2 separate regions of the Mus musculus genome follow, and region 2 is linked to region 1. Evidence: chromatin contacts called from public HiChIP or PLAC-seq data. All regions are on one chromosome and are shown on one strand. The core of a region is the stretch at or near the end of the contact, and the rest is flanking DNA. Distances in the headings are between cores, read along the strand shown.

The links. HiChIP or PLAC-seq counts read pairs in DNA pulled down with a chosen protein or histone mark.
Region 2: a contact with region 1 is called in an H3K27ac HiChIP or PLAC-seq map of the HPC-7 cell line, with 7 times the contacts expected there. The contact joins two enhancer-like sites. A contact is called at or near these places in 4 of 15 datasets of contacts at CTCF or cohesin (CD8 T cells, the NIH/3T3 cell line, large pre-B cells and 1 more), 29 of 484 Hi-C or Micro-C datasets (the BV-2 cell line, CD4 T cells, CD8 T cells and 17 more) and 8 of 115 datasets of contacts at active chromatin or transcription factors (CD8 T cells, the HPC-7 cell line, the SCID.adh cell line and 5 more).

What each region holds. Positions count from the first base shown.
Region 1 is chr15:81,077,318-81,084,356 of GRCm38.p6, forward strand. All of the region lies in intron 2 of Mrtfa (myocardin related transcription factor A), which reads right to left. Among named protein-coding and RNA genes, the nearest start is that of Sgsm3, 100 kb to the left of the region's middle. Within about 2 kb of position 4,119, at least 36 of the 459 cell types and tissues checked have an H3K27ac peak or open chromatin away from gene starts, as enhancers often do. A contact at or near this core is called in the HPC-7 cell line, bone marrow-derived macrophages and regulatory T cells, where this site is marked.
Region 2 is chr15:81,151,945-81,158,983 of GRCm38.p6, forward strand. The region is part of intron 1 of Mrtfa (myocardin related transcription factor A); the gene reads right to left. Among named protein-coding and RNA genes, the nearest start is that of Mrtfa, 35 kb to the right of the region's middle. Within about 2 kb of position 3,502, at least 40 of the 459 cell types and tissues checked have an H3K27ac peak or open chromatin away from gene starts, as enhancers often do. A contact at or near this core is called in the HPC-7 cell line, bone marrow-derived macrophages and regulatory T cells, where this site is marked.

The sequences.
Region 1 (7,039 bases), core at 2,869-5,368:
TGGCTTTCATAGACACCAGAAGGACACCTCATTCACTGGTTTAAAATCCCCCTACTCGGTAACAACAAAAGCCCAGGAGAAGGTGGTGCTAACTTGACCAGAGACACAAAGAATAGACTCTCAAAGTGAAAGGACGGTTCCTACAGAGGTGCTATTCTCCTAAGGAGGGATCCCATCCCTGTCCTGAGACTGCTCAACCTATCATTTCCAGGAGAATGAACTACGACTGGGGCTAAAGTCAGCACTCTAGCTACCTAAGTCTACTTTAATAGATCAGTAGATTTTAAGGAAAATAAGGTTTCAAATTTAAGCACTTATGTGAAATTATGCAAATATATTTAAAAATTATGTGTATGCACATATGCCTGTATGTGGGTATCTGGATATGTGTGTAGGTGCCTAAAGAGCCCAAAAGAGGGCACTGCATCCCCAGAACTGGAGTTGTGGGTTAGAAGCCACCCCCAGTGCATGTTCTGGGAAATAAAGTTGTGTCCTCTGCAAGAACAATACCAGTAAGCGCTCTTAACTACTGAGCCACCCCTCTAGCCCCTGCGGTTAGATTTGGGGGGCTTGCTTGTTTCTGTTTTGAGCGTCCTTCCAGGATCTCACTACGCAGCCCTAGCTGGTCTCCATCTAGGATTAAAGGCATGTGTCCCCACAATCTACTTTTTATATAGCACCTATTAAAGATTCCTTGGGTCAGGAATTGGGCCTATGCCTTCAACTCCAGCAAATCCTTAATCCCAGACCAGTCTTGTCCACAAAGTAAGCTCCAGGCCAACCAAAGCTTTATAGTACAACACTGTCTCATACAGATAAGCAAATAAAAACTTCTTAAGAAAAATTTTAACAGTAACAATCTCCCAACTAGAGCGAAAAGGATGATTTCAAGCCATCTATTCGATTACCCTATTGTGATTGTTGCATTTATTAACTATTGTTTTATATAGAATGTCTCTAAAACCAACAATCCCAGCCCCTCTCTTCATAGCTTAGGTAAAGACCTATGGCAGCTCAATGCACTAGCTGCCAGCAAACACACAGTAGAAGACTGTTCTATAGAATGACCATTACATATTGTTGAATAAATATACTATCACTTTATTCTCTAATAAGTGCTTATTAAAGCTGGAGAGTTCTGACTAGGACACATGATGGTTGAAAGCTAGTTTACCTAGAAGTTACTGCAGTCTTATAATAAGTGCCCCCAGACCACAGTTCCTACAGGAAGAACCCATTACTAATACTCTTCCACCTTAAAGAAACCTCCAGTGGCACTACACCTACAGTTCCAGTACTTGGCTGAAGGATCTCTTGAGCTCAGGACTTTAAGACCAGTCTGAGTGAGGCATAGTAAGCCCACAAGACTCCACCGTCCAAACAAACAAACAAAATTTAGTAAAAAGCAAAAACAAAAACAAAACCCACTTGCAGTTGAGAGTATCAGTGAGTACAAATAAGTATGAGACCAGCCCAGCTGTTCACACCACCACCAGTCTTCCTCCCTCCATCTCTCCTTATTTAATTGTAGCAGTAGTGACAACAGAACCTAGGGCTATGCACGCACGGCTATATGCATACATACACACACAAACATATATGTGTTATTTAGTTAGTGTAGGACAGTGACTTGATCTCAGTTGCTGTTAGTAGAAACACACATGCCAGTTATTGCTGGGTTTGCTTTACACCATCAGCACCCTTACTCTTCACATGGTTCTTAATCCTGGCCAATTTTGCCTCTGAGGGGGATCTATGATATCTGGGGGTATTCTTACTTGTTATAGCCAGAGGACATGTAGTAGGTAGGATACCACCTCCCCACTATGCATCAAACAAACAAACAATCCAACCCAAATTGTCAACTATGCTTTAGTTCAAAAGCCATGCTGGGGTCCTATGGAGGGTAGGTATTACTGACCCCATTTTTTTTTCCTGAAAAAGAAACTGAGGCACACAAGTTAGGAACTTGCCATGGTTACCCCTGCAGGGGAGGCACAGCTGGATGGAGACCATCCAGTGTCCAATCTTTGAGCTCTCACAGTCAGAGAGTTTACCCACAACTTCTCCCAGCCTTCCTTGTCTCTCTCCCCTTCCCAGATTCCAGGCTTGTTAGAGAGCATGACTCACTGTTGATCCAGTTGCTATCTGGTCTGTCTTTTCAACAGGCACTCATAGAACACACACTATGAGCCAGGTGAGCAGGATGGGCGATCCCAGCTTGTATCATGTATGTTCTCATTCACATGTACAATCTTCTCTCGTCTTAGCCATGCTAAGCATGCTCATACCACGGAGGACTCCCTCCCCTTCATTCTAGCCTTTTCTCAATTAGTGCTTTCTCAAAGGGCCTGCCTTCCTTCCGTTTGTCCGTCCGTCTGTCTGTCCATCCATCCGTCCGTCCGTGATGGATGGTCCTTCTAAATCACCTACAGATGTTTTCCATCTATTCCCTGTCTCGACTTTACTTTTCTTGCCAACACTGACTACTAAGTCTGTGCTCAATGTCACCATCAACAAAGCACAAGCACCACAGGGCTGGGGACGCGGCTCAGCAGTTAAGGATGCACACTGCTCTGGTAAAGGACCAGGCATTTGGTTGCCAGCACCCACTTCAGCAGCCTGCAACCACCTGTAACTGCCTCTGGCCTCCAATGGCATCTGCATGGATGCGCACATACCCATACACAGACACATACGCTTTTAGAAAGCACACCTGCACACAGTGAGCACGTTTGAATGACCATGTCTCATATGGACTTCGCATCCATCTCTCTGCTCTCCCTGCTGCATTTTTAGCCCTTTCAGTCTGGCCTCCACCCTGAAACCAGAGCACTCCAAAATGAAATTCCCTGCATCGACTTCTCAATGCTCTTAAATGCTTCTTGTACCATTCACTAAGCCTTAGTCTCAGACCGTCTTCTCACACTTTATCCTTGCAGTTACTACTGCCCTAGCAGTAAAAACTAAAGTATACTGAAGCCTTGGGGTCTGCCAAACACCAGTCTGAAAACATCCTTGGTAACTCAGCCCTAATCTTTTTTTTTTTTTTTTTTTTTTGGTTTTTCGAGACAGGGTTTCTCTGTGTAGCCCTGGCTGTCCTGGAACTCACTCTGTAGACCAGGCTGGCCTCGAACTCAGAAATTCGCCTGCCTCTGCCTCCCAAGTGCTGGGATTAAAGGGGTGCACCAGCACACCTAAAATGATCATTGTCGTATCTGATTCATATGGGGAAAACGAGACAGGTTAGAAGTTCCTGGGGCAACCAGGAAGTGGTCAGGACAAGGTGGCCGCCTACACTTTGGAAGCTTCACTTGTGTGTGTCACACTGTTATGCTTGTGTGTGTTATACTATTACCAGTTCTAACAGTTCCTCAAATAAGCTCATCTATTTTTCTCCAAATCATCACTCTCCATATCTCCCTGGTTAGAAACCCCTTGGGAAGCTGGGCGTGGTGGCGCACGCCTTTAATCCCACAGCACTCGGGAGGCAGAGGCAGGCAGATTTCTGAGTTCGAGGCCAGCCTGGTCTACAGAGTGAGTTCCAGTACAGCCAGGGCTATACAGAGAAACCCTGTCTCGAAACCCGCCTTCCCCCCACAAATAAAAAAGAAACCCCTTGGGTCACAGGTTAAAGATCTGGACCACACCCCTCAAAGCCATCTCAGAATAATTCCTAATTTGTTTGGAAGCTCTGGTCCTGTTTTCTCAGTCGTCTAAATAGTTTACCATAGATAGACCCTTTTCTGCTACATTTACTAACCTGCCTTCACTGATAAACTCAACTGTGCACAAACAGGCACCATGTCAGGCCGGTGCCCTACTGTACCCCAGTACCTGTCAGGAGCCCTGGTGTGCTAGGACTGCAATGGGTAGTTTTGTGTGACACCAGCACCATGAAGCACACTGAAGACTGCCCCCTTCCAAAAGCAATGTGTCACTTTCTTAAGAATCTTTCACATATGCCACACATCTTAACTTTCATGTTTATTGTTATGATTTATTTAAAATAACGTCCTTCCTTGCATTTTTTTCAAAAAGTAGTTTATATATCTGTGACCTTTGCATCGACTTTCACAAGCGTAGCACTTAAGAGGTAATTACTGTGGCTTCCTGTCTCACCATGTGATCTTTCCCTTCAGCATATGCTCCCACATGCCACCATGATGTCATACAGCCAAAGGGGCCTTCACCAAAGGCCAAACCGATGGGCCTCCTGATTCTGGACTTTCAGCTGGCAAAACTATGCACTAACTCAACCTTTCCCTTATAAAAACAAAACAAAACAAAACTCTGAGTGATGCTGGCTTACTACTGCATTGTTTATGACTGCTGAAGTTCTACAGCCATTTTAATACAGATCGCAACTGAAAATTAATAAAAGAAATAACTATTCAAGAGCTTAAAAGACTTATCTGGCCAAGGCCAAATTCTAATTTAGTATCAGGCTCCTCACTAATTACATATTCAACCCAAATTTCCAACCACCCTAAACCTCCTATTCTAATCAAGGTGGAAATGTTACTCCCGGGCAGACACAGTGACTATTGCTTCCCAGATGTTTGCTTTGGGTTTCCTTCCCATCCTAACACCACAGGTTCGTTTTCCTTCCTCTGACTTTTATCTATCAAATTTGGCTTACTCTCTGGTCTAGCTCCAATTTAACCTCAACATTTCCAGATCTCAATCTCATTCCCTATTCGTCTTTTCTAAGCATCTTGTAGGCATTTAGTTAGTTAAGTTAGTGGCTCCTATATATCCAACAGGAGCAGAAGTTTATTTCTTGACTTTTAGAATCACTCCTTAGGAATCTGAGCAATCCCTGAGGTACAACGAGGCTGGGATTCCTAAGAAGGGTTAAGCAGATATAAATAGGAATAATAAAGATATAATCAAGAGTTGTTAAGTTCTTGCTAACAAGAACAAACCTGATGACTATATCACCATCGGCCCTAAGTCGGCCATCTCTCCTACTAACAGGAGAAAACAGTATAAACAGAGAACTGGTAGGTGAATCCACATATCCTTCAAGGTGTCAAGATAACCTGTACTTATACTAAGCACAATGTAATTGCCTTCAATTTTCTGCAATGTCACAAAGCCACTGTAAATTAACTACACAGTTCCTTTCTTTCAGGGCCCAGTGCCTGCCCAGCTTATGACTGCACTTGACAAATGTCTGTGTGACTTTTCATCTGTGACACAAAACGATATAAAGTTATATGTAACAGGTGGTTATATTTAACCTGATGGTTTATAACTTCCCATTACCAAGACAGTTCATTTTTGAGGCATCAAAGATCATTCACAATAGCCCTTGTGAGCAAATATCTTCTTTATGTCAGTGAAGTGCGTTTGTAAATACAAAACACTAGTAAGAGTTGGAAAGATTTATTTTTTTTAAAAAAATCCCTGTTATAATCTACTGTAGTATAATTCCAAAGTTGATTTTAAAAAAAGTTAAATTCTTCCCACAGACCAGAGCCCCAGTCTGTGGCTACTCTCCCTAGGTAGCGGGTTTATACTATTCACTCTGGTGACAGCCCCTCTCATGCGGGTCAGTCTGCTTTTAATAACACACACACAGACAGCTGAAACACTCACAACTACCTTTCTACTAATTTGTGATTTATTTCAGATGTGCACAGAAAAAAAGCCTTACACACACACACACACACACACATGAGTGTCCTGCCTTTTCTTGTCCCTGACTACCTTTGCTGCTCCTGTCTCTTCCCAGTGTCCTTTCTAGAACAATCTAAGTTTCTCTACCGAGGTCTCACTATGTGGCTCTGGCTAGCCTAGAACTTGCCACAAAGACTAAGCTAGTCTCCAGCTCCCAGAGATCTGCCTGCCTCAGCCTCCCCAGTGGGCATGCATCACCGTGTCCAGCCCTCTGCCTGAGTTTGTCTTCATACCTGGCAGAAACTACAGTTTTGTTTTATTTTGTTATTTTTTTCCCCCAAGAGGGAATTCAAAATGCCTATACTTATCTCTAGAAAACTTTTCAGATATTTTCAGTAACCTAATGGCAACAACCTTGCTACTAAAGTTTCCCGGCATCTAGCTGTTTTGGCTGATTCTGCTAAGAACCCCCACCCCGTAAGGGGGAATTTAAGTAAAAACACTGCCAGCTTCCAGTTCCCTTAGGCAAATTTCCAGCCCTAGCATAAGGCCGTGAGGTTAAACATTTCTCAGTGACGCAGGCTCCCTCAGAAGGAGGAACAAGAAAGAGAGAGAAAAAAAAATCAAAATTTATTCTTCCCAGTGCAGTAAATCAAGACAGCAGTCAAGGCCTTTAAAAGAGAGGGGTTGGGGGTGGGGGAGAAAGAGGGAGAGGGAGAGAAAGAGAAAGAAAGAGGGAAGGAGAAGAGGAGGGAGGGAGAGGAAAGAAGAAAAGCCAACCTAAACTATACACTGTGTGTGCTGCTAAGATCGGCAGTGCAAACACAGAAATGGGATGAAAGCTCTAGTGTGGGACTTAAGGTAACTGCAGAGCAGCGGCAGGCAGGTCTCTAGGTTCCCTAACTTCCAGGGTATTAACACAGTGCAAGTATGTAGGCACTATATAAAGTGTACAGCACTAGAACCCACAGAGCAGAGACTGAATCGGTAGTTGCAGGGTGAGGAACAGTCAAAACGAATCGAATCACCGTTTAAGAGGGAAACGTACAACTGGGAAAGCTGAGGGAACCTGATTTGATTAGCTTCTCAAGGAAAGACGTAAGCCGATCACAGAGGACAAAACCATCTGATTGGCTGGTAAGGTCTCTTGAGCTTCTGGCCGCCTTCAAACAGATGACAGGATGAAATAAGGTCAAATCTGTTCCCTAGGAATTGACTCATAGGCATCAGTCCTTAAATAAAATTATTACATACGGCCTACATGCTAGAACCTAGGGATACAGCAACAAGATCCCGCCTCTATTTGCAAGAATGTGCTTCCTATATACTGTGAGGCCAGCTAAGGATGCACTTTGTGGTGGTAAGAACCAACTACTAAAAAAGCATGGGAGGGTGCTAGAGAGACGCTCAGCAG
Region 2 (7,039 bases), core at 2,252-4,751, 74 kb after region 1:
ACCACCATCAATGAGACAAAGTGACATCAGGAGCCTTTAAAAAAAACTTAGGTGGGGCTGGAGATACAGCTCATTTAGCAGAGTACCTACCTTCCAGACACTAGGGTTCTAGGTTCAATCCCCAGCATTATATAAAGCAGAATTGGTAGCATGCCTGTGAACCCAGCACTCTTACAAAATCAAGGTCATCTCAGCTTCTTAGTGAGCTGGAGGATAGGCTGGGTTACATAAGATCCTACCTCAAAAAATAAGTAAAATAATATTGGTGGTTGTGGTGTTAACAACAGTAAGAAAACGTTGTGATTAAGAGCACTAGTTCTTCCAGAGGACCTGAGTTCAATTCCAGCATCACATGGTGGCTCACACACCCCTGTAACTCCAGTTCCAGGGGATCTGATGTCTCTTCTGGCATCAGTGAGCACACACACACACTTTTTTTAAAAAACAATAAAAATAAGTATAAAGTGTTTACAGAAGAGCTTGGTGGCAAATGCCTTTAATCCCAGTACTACAGAGGCAGAAGCAGATCCCTGTAAATTCAAAACCAACAGAGCTCTTTAAGTTTGAGACCAGCCTGGTCTACAAAGAGAGTTCCAGGACAGCCAAGGTTGTTACACAGAGAAACCCTGTCTCAATTTTAAAATAATAATAATAATAATAATAATAATAATAATAATAATAAATAAGGAAAAGTGTTTACAAAAGCAAATGTGGTGGTGTACCCACCTGTGATCCCAGCACTAGGGAGCTAGAGACAGGAAGATCAGGAATTCACGGTCTACTTCAGCTACAAAGAGATCCTGGACAGACTGAGTTATATGAGGCCCTATCTCAAAAACAAAGTGCTCAGAAGCAGAGGCCATCTAGGAAAGGCTAAAAGCATGCAAGTGAGGTTTCCGGAGATGGCCCACAGCTTTACATGGCCTCGATGGGCAAGCTCTGAAGTACAAGGCTTTCAAAGATTTTTATCCCAGGGTTGCTTCTTGCTACTGATATGCCTTTCCTGTCATTATTACATAGTCCAGTGATTCCTGAGCATTAGCCACCCCTATTGGGCAGATTTTCTGCAGAACAATGAAGATATACTATTATGTATTAGTGCTATGTAGACAAACTGATGATATCATAATCCTGATAATGATTTTATAAAATTCCTGATTTGATTCAAATAATTTTAGGAAGAAAGTTTTAAGAGATGATTTTAGTTGCTTTGCCAGAAAGATATAATAAAGTTAGACTCAAGAATAGAATGTGCCCACTCCTCATAGATTAGCAAGTAAAGGCTGCATAATAAGGAATACAGTGAGCTTTCACAATTACACTAGAAAGAGAAATCAGCTTGGGAAAAATTTGTAATTAAGGAAAAACATTCATTCTAGGTCAGATCCAAGGATAAAGTCACAGGTGTGCACTATGATAAAGCCAGGCCATGGGAAACTGTTGCTTTGAACTTATAATGAGCTTGCAGAATAAAGCACTGCTTTGAACTTAATATCAATACCCTTCTGTAACTCCCCTTTTGTGTAACATTTTATCTATGAGGTAATTTTCTAAAGAACTTTTGTCTAAGAAGGTATAAGAAGGCCAGAGAAGAGGAATAAAGTGGCATTTGGGGCTCAGCCCCATTCACCAAACATACATGTATGTGTGTGTATATGTGTGTGTGTCTATATTTATTTACATGTGTATGTGTGTAGGTATATGTATATGTATGTAAGTATCCATGAACTCTTGTAGAATTGATACTGATGAGATAAGAGGTCAGACCTGACCAGAGTATGTGTGTATGTTTGAGTGTGTGTCTGTGCATATTGCCTGTGTAAAACATTTTAATTCTTTTCCTTTCTTTTCTCTCTGGTTCACAAAGAGTTAATGAGTTACAAGCCTCTCCAAGTTCAAGAGATCCTTGAACAGAGAGAGAAAGTAAAGCTTATTAGCACAAAATAGTAAGAGTTACAGAGAAAGAAACCAACACTTATTAAAAGCACAAAATAGCAAAAGAAAGGAAACTAGCGCTGATTAAAACACAAATAGTAGGATTATAAAGTCAGAGATCATCAGTCTTTAGCCTTCATCCAACACTGTGTCCCATCCGTGTCCCAGCACTGATATGTGATGCTAGAATGTGGTGTAGTTGCATAAATGCATAAACTACTAAACATCACTGAAATGCACACTCCAATCAGACAAAATACACAGTAAAAACTCAATAATGCTGTTCAAGGTATTTGCTAGTCAAAACAAGAAGGAAGAACTACTGATCATCTCTCTGATTAATCTGCAAGAGTAGACAGAAAACTAACAACAAAAACTTTCATAAGATAAAAAATATTAAACGTGTCCATTCCAGCCCCTGAATGGATACAATGTGGCTAATGTCTCTGGACAATTCTCTGTAGACCTTGTTCAAACTACAAGGAAAGCTCACCATTCTACGAGCAAGCAAAAAGACAACACCTCTATGGAGCCGCAGAACACTGAAGTTGATTCCATGTAACAAAGAAGAGAGAGTAACTCTGAGAGATCCCACACAAGCCTGTGGCTGAAGGACACAAAGCAAGAGATTCCCAAAGTGGAAAATCAATTATAATTACTTTGAGAGAATGTCCATTTCTTTCTAAGTGTAAGAACAACAGTTAATTCCCTCAACTCACTTAAAAAGCCAAATGGGGAAATTTTTGTTGGTATTTTTGAAGAAGATAAATTTGCATTGGTTCAGGGACTTTTACCAAAGTTTCTCAAAACAGAGGTCTTACACTTAACTAGCTCCATTTGCAGATAGAGACAGACATGAAGCAAACCATACCTATAAACAACCCCAATTCACACTCAATTTGAGTTCTGAAAACGTTAACCTACTCTGGCCTCCTCTACATCGACTTTAGCATACCCTGGGTCAAGAGTTTCAACTTCCCAAAACATCACAGTGTCTCTAATTTCAAACCTTTTAGGCTCCCTCCTGCCTTTGGCTAAATCAGTTGCAAGATTAGAAGATTAAAAACAAAATTTTTTAAAAATCTAGCTCATGTGGGAATCTTTCTTTCCCTTTCTATAAAGCAATGTGCTAGCAGATGCACACAAGAACATAAACCAACAGAGACTTGCTTCCTGCACGGCTACATCTAAAACAGTGCAACACACTGGTTTCCAGACAGCAGCATCCACCTACATCTAAAACACTACACTGTCAATTCAAGTGACAGAATTCAATAGGAAGTTGCCAGGGCCCTGTTTAACTCTCAGCATGCCTCAACAAATCTCACTTTCTCTTCTACTAATTCTTACAGTATTTCCATAAAGTAGTTGCCAACTGTTGTCACCCCGATAAAAACACAGAACAATACAAAGAAGGCAATTTTCTGAGTGACCAACCAGTTAAATTCTGACCAGCAGGTACCAGGCAATGAAGTTAAATTTTAATCTCCCTTGTCCTCTCCCTTCCTCTTCCTTATTTATCTAAGAGCTTGCTCCTCCTGCTACAGGAAGCACCTCAACAACTCTTCCTTGTAGCAGGACTAAAGGTTCCTGTTTAGTATGACTGAGAAAGCCAGTCTCAGTGGCTCAGTGATGGGGTACTTGCCTCTTACAATGCAGGCCTTGGGTTCAACACCAACCCTGGAGGGGTGGAGGCAAAAACATATTCTAACCCTACACTAGGGAGCCAGCAAGATGGCTCAACAGGTAAAGGTGCTTTCTGCAACATCTGATGACCTGAGCTCAATCCCAGAGATCTACATGTTGGAAAGCGAGAAACAATACCCACAAGCTGTGCTGTGTTCTGCACACATGCACATGGTTTGCACGTGTGTGGGACCCCTACACATACACTACAGTATAAAAAGGACTACCTTAGGAGCTAGTATGATGGTTCATGGCTCAGCAAGTAAGAACACTGTCACACCAGCCTGTTGACCTCAGAATCCATGTTGAAAAAAAATCTAGATGTAGTTGTGAATGCCTGTAAGCCCTGGACTTCAGTGAGATAGAGGTACGCACAGGAGAATCCACCCTTTCCACCCAACAACCTCTCAAGGGCCAGGTACTTTAGGCTACACAGCACAGCAGCAAACAGTGACAGACTCTGACTCAGAAATCAAGGACCAACACCCATGACTGCCCTCTGACCTGCACAGCACGCAGTTGCGACATGGACAGATAGACAGACAGACACAGACAGACACACACACCATACACATATTCAAAAATAATCTTTTAAAAACTTATGCTATACCAGACATGGTGGCACACATCTTTAGTCACAGAACTTGGGAGGCATAGGCAGGTGGATCTCTGTGAGTTCAAGACCAGCATGGTCTACGTAGCGTTCAGGCCAGTCAGAGCTATATGAACCAGGTGGGCCTCAGACTCCGAAATGCTGAGATTAAAGGTGTGTGCTGCAACATCGACCTATCCAGTGCCGAGTTACTGGATGCAGCACGGAACAATCACTGGGTCTCGATAAAACTGCAAAAAAAGTCTCCCCTAAACAACTGCAAATCTGACCTATCCCACCTAAATCTAACTGGAAACACCAACACACACACCAGCTAGGAAGGCAGGGAAGAGAAAATCAACATGGGGGGCTGGAGAGATGGCTCAGCGGTTAAGAGTACCAAATGCTCTTCCAAAGGTCCTGAGTTCAAATCCCAGCAACCACATGGTGGCTCACAACCATCTGTAATGAGATCTGGCGCCCTCTTCTGGTGCATTAAGACAGCTACATTGTGTACTTAGATATAATAATCAATAAATCTTTGAGAAAGAAAGAAAGGAAGAAAATCAACCAACATGGGATCTACCCTGCTCAAAATTTTCACAGAAATTCCATACCAATCACATCACACAGTTGCTAAAACACACACAGAAAAATAAAAATTCATATGGTGTCTCAGTCAGGGTTTCTCTTCCTGCATAAACATCATGACCAAGAAGCAAGTTGGGGAGGAAAGGGTTTATTCAGCTTATACTTCCACATTGCTGTTCACCACCAAGGAAATTAGGACTGGAACTCAAGCAGGTCAGGAAGCAGGAGCTGATGCAGAGGCCATGGAGGGATGTTCTTTACTGGCTTGCTTTCCCTGGCTTGCTCAGCCTGCTCTCTTATAGAACCAAGACTACCAGCCCAGAGATGGCACCACCCACAAGGGGCCTTTCCCCCTTGATCACTAATTGAGAAAATGCCTTACAGCTGGACCTCATGGAGGCATCTCCTCAACTGAAGCTCCTTTCTCTGTGATAACTCCAGCTTGTGTCAAGTTGACACAAAACTACCCAGTACATATGGTATAAGCAGTGCTTCCAATTCACAAAGGGCATTTCAATAGCCGCTTAAATCCTTCCTGTCCTCCATATACCACAACAGTGGCTGCGTTATCTGTCGCTGCAGTCAGGTGGAGTTGAATGACAACAATTCAGCACTTACTTATATAAGCACTACAGGAGCCCTGTGAAACAACTCTGGTCCTACACCACTGAAAATTACTCTTGGAAGGGAGTTGAGCCTTGCCTTTAAGGACCTGTGGGCATCCCTCCGTCCCTCCCTCCCCAACCCCCATTACAGCTGGGATACTTCAGTGGCTGGCATCTAGAAAGGCTCCATATTCATCTGCCCACTGTGTATTTCCGGAGTTGCTTCAATGTGTGGAGCAGCACAATGGGTGAAGAGAACGCACTGCCTGCTCTCTAGGAGCTGAACAACCCATCAGTCACATTAGACTAAACAACGAGAAATGGTCCCAGACATGGAAGCCGGGTCAGAAGGTAAAGACTCTTTGTACCATTATTCAGTTAAAAACTCAAGGCCAGGCTGTCCAGGAATTTGATAGGTAGATCAGACTGTCCTTGAACTCATAGAGGTCACCCTGCCTACTCAGAGTAAAGGAATTAAAGGTGTGTACCACCACATCCAACTAACAATTTGTATTAGCTCAGACTCAAATAAAACAAGTTTTTTAAAACCTTCCAATTCCCTAGAGTTAAGACACGAGTGCACGCGTGCGCGCGCGCACGCACACACACACACACACACACCCGCATTCTCCCACAGCCCTCACCACTGCTCTATCAGAAATCATCCTTAAACAGCTCTGTTGCCTCCACCCTTAGCAGGGCCTGGTACATACTCAGTATTTACTACTTGTTGACTGGAAGCCCAATTAGCCCAAATTTACAAAATTAATTACACTAGAATTTATTTTCTTGGTACATTTAAACAATTCTGAGTCAAAATATAATGTATGTCTATATTTTTACGGATATGACTGCTACATTATCAAGCCAACAGTCAGGCACAAAGGTTACATTAAAACACTAGATCATTCAAACATTGAGTAGTTTTTCTGTTTTCTTTAGTTTTGTATTATTGGTTTGCTGAGAGGGTCTTATGTAGGCCAGGCTGACCTCACTCTTGCTATGTGGTTGAGTCTGGCCTTGAGACGCCTGCTCTTCCCTGTACCTCCCAGGTGACACATACAGACCACCAACTCTGGCAAACAAACTAGACAACAAAACTCACTTCCATGCATGCTAACCTAGCCAGAGTGTGGCAGTACGTTAAGTGATGGCTTACCTGTCCAGGCAGGGTCCTTCCCCAACTTTGCATATGGGGCATCCGTAGTACGTAAAGTGACTTTTGTCAGGAACTGTGGGCGTCACATTGAGAAATACAGAAGCCAATTCAGTTTATTTTCAGAAACTTTCCAAATGGCCAAGTGTGAGAACCTAGAGAGTAGCCTTCTGCCTGTGAAGGCAGAGGGCGGCAGAGTGCAAAGGACAAACCCCCTCTTGCCCTGCTTAAAGCAAATGCAGGCCAGCAAAGAGCCTCGGGAAAGTCAGCACCCAGTGCAAGAGGCATCGGAGCATCTGGGCTGCTCACCACTTAGTATTCATTTTATACATGCCAATGCTCATTTAAAACACAGCTTGTGGCCTGGAACTTTAAAAATGTTCTAATGTGCTGGTCTGTCCACATATTAATCAAGCCTGCCAGGTCTCAACATGCCAAGCTTAAAATACTCTCCAGAGCTTGTGGAAAGGTATG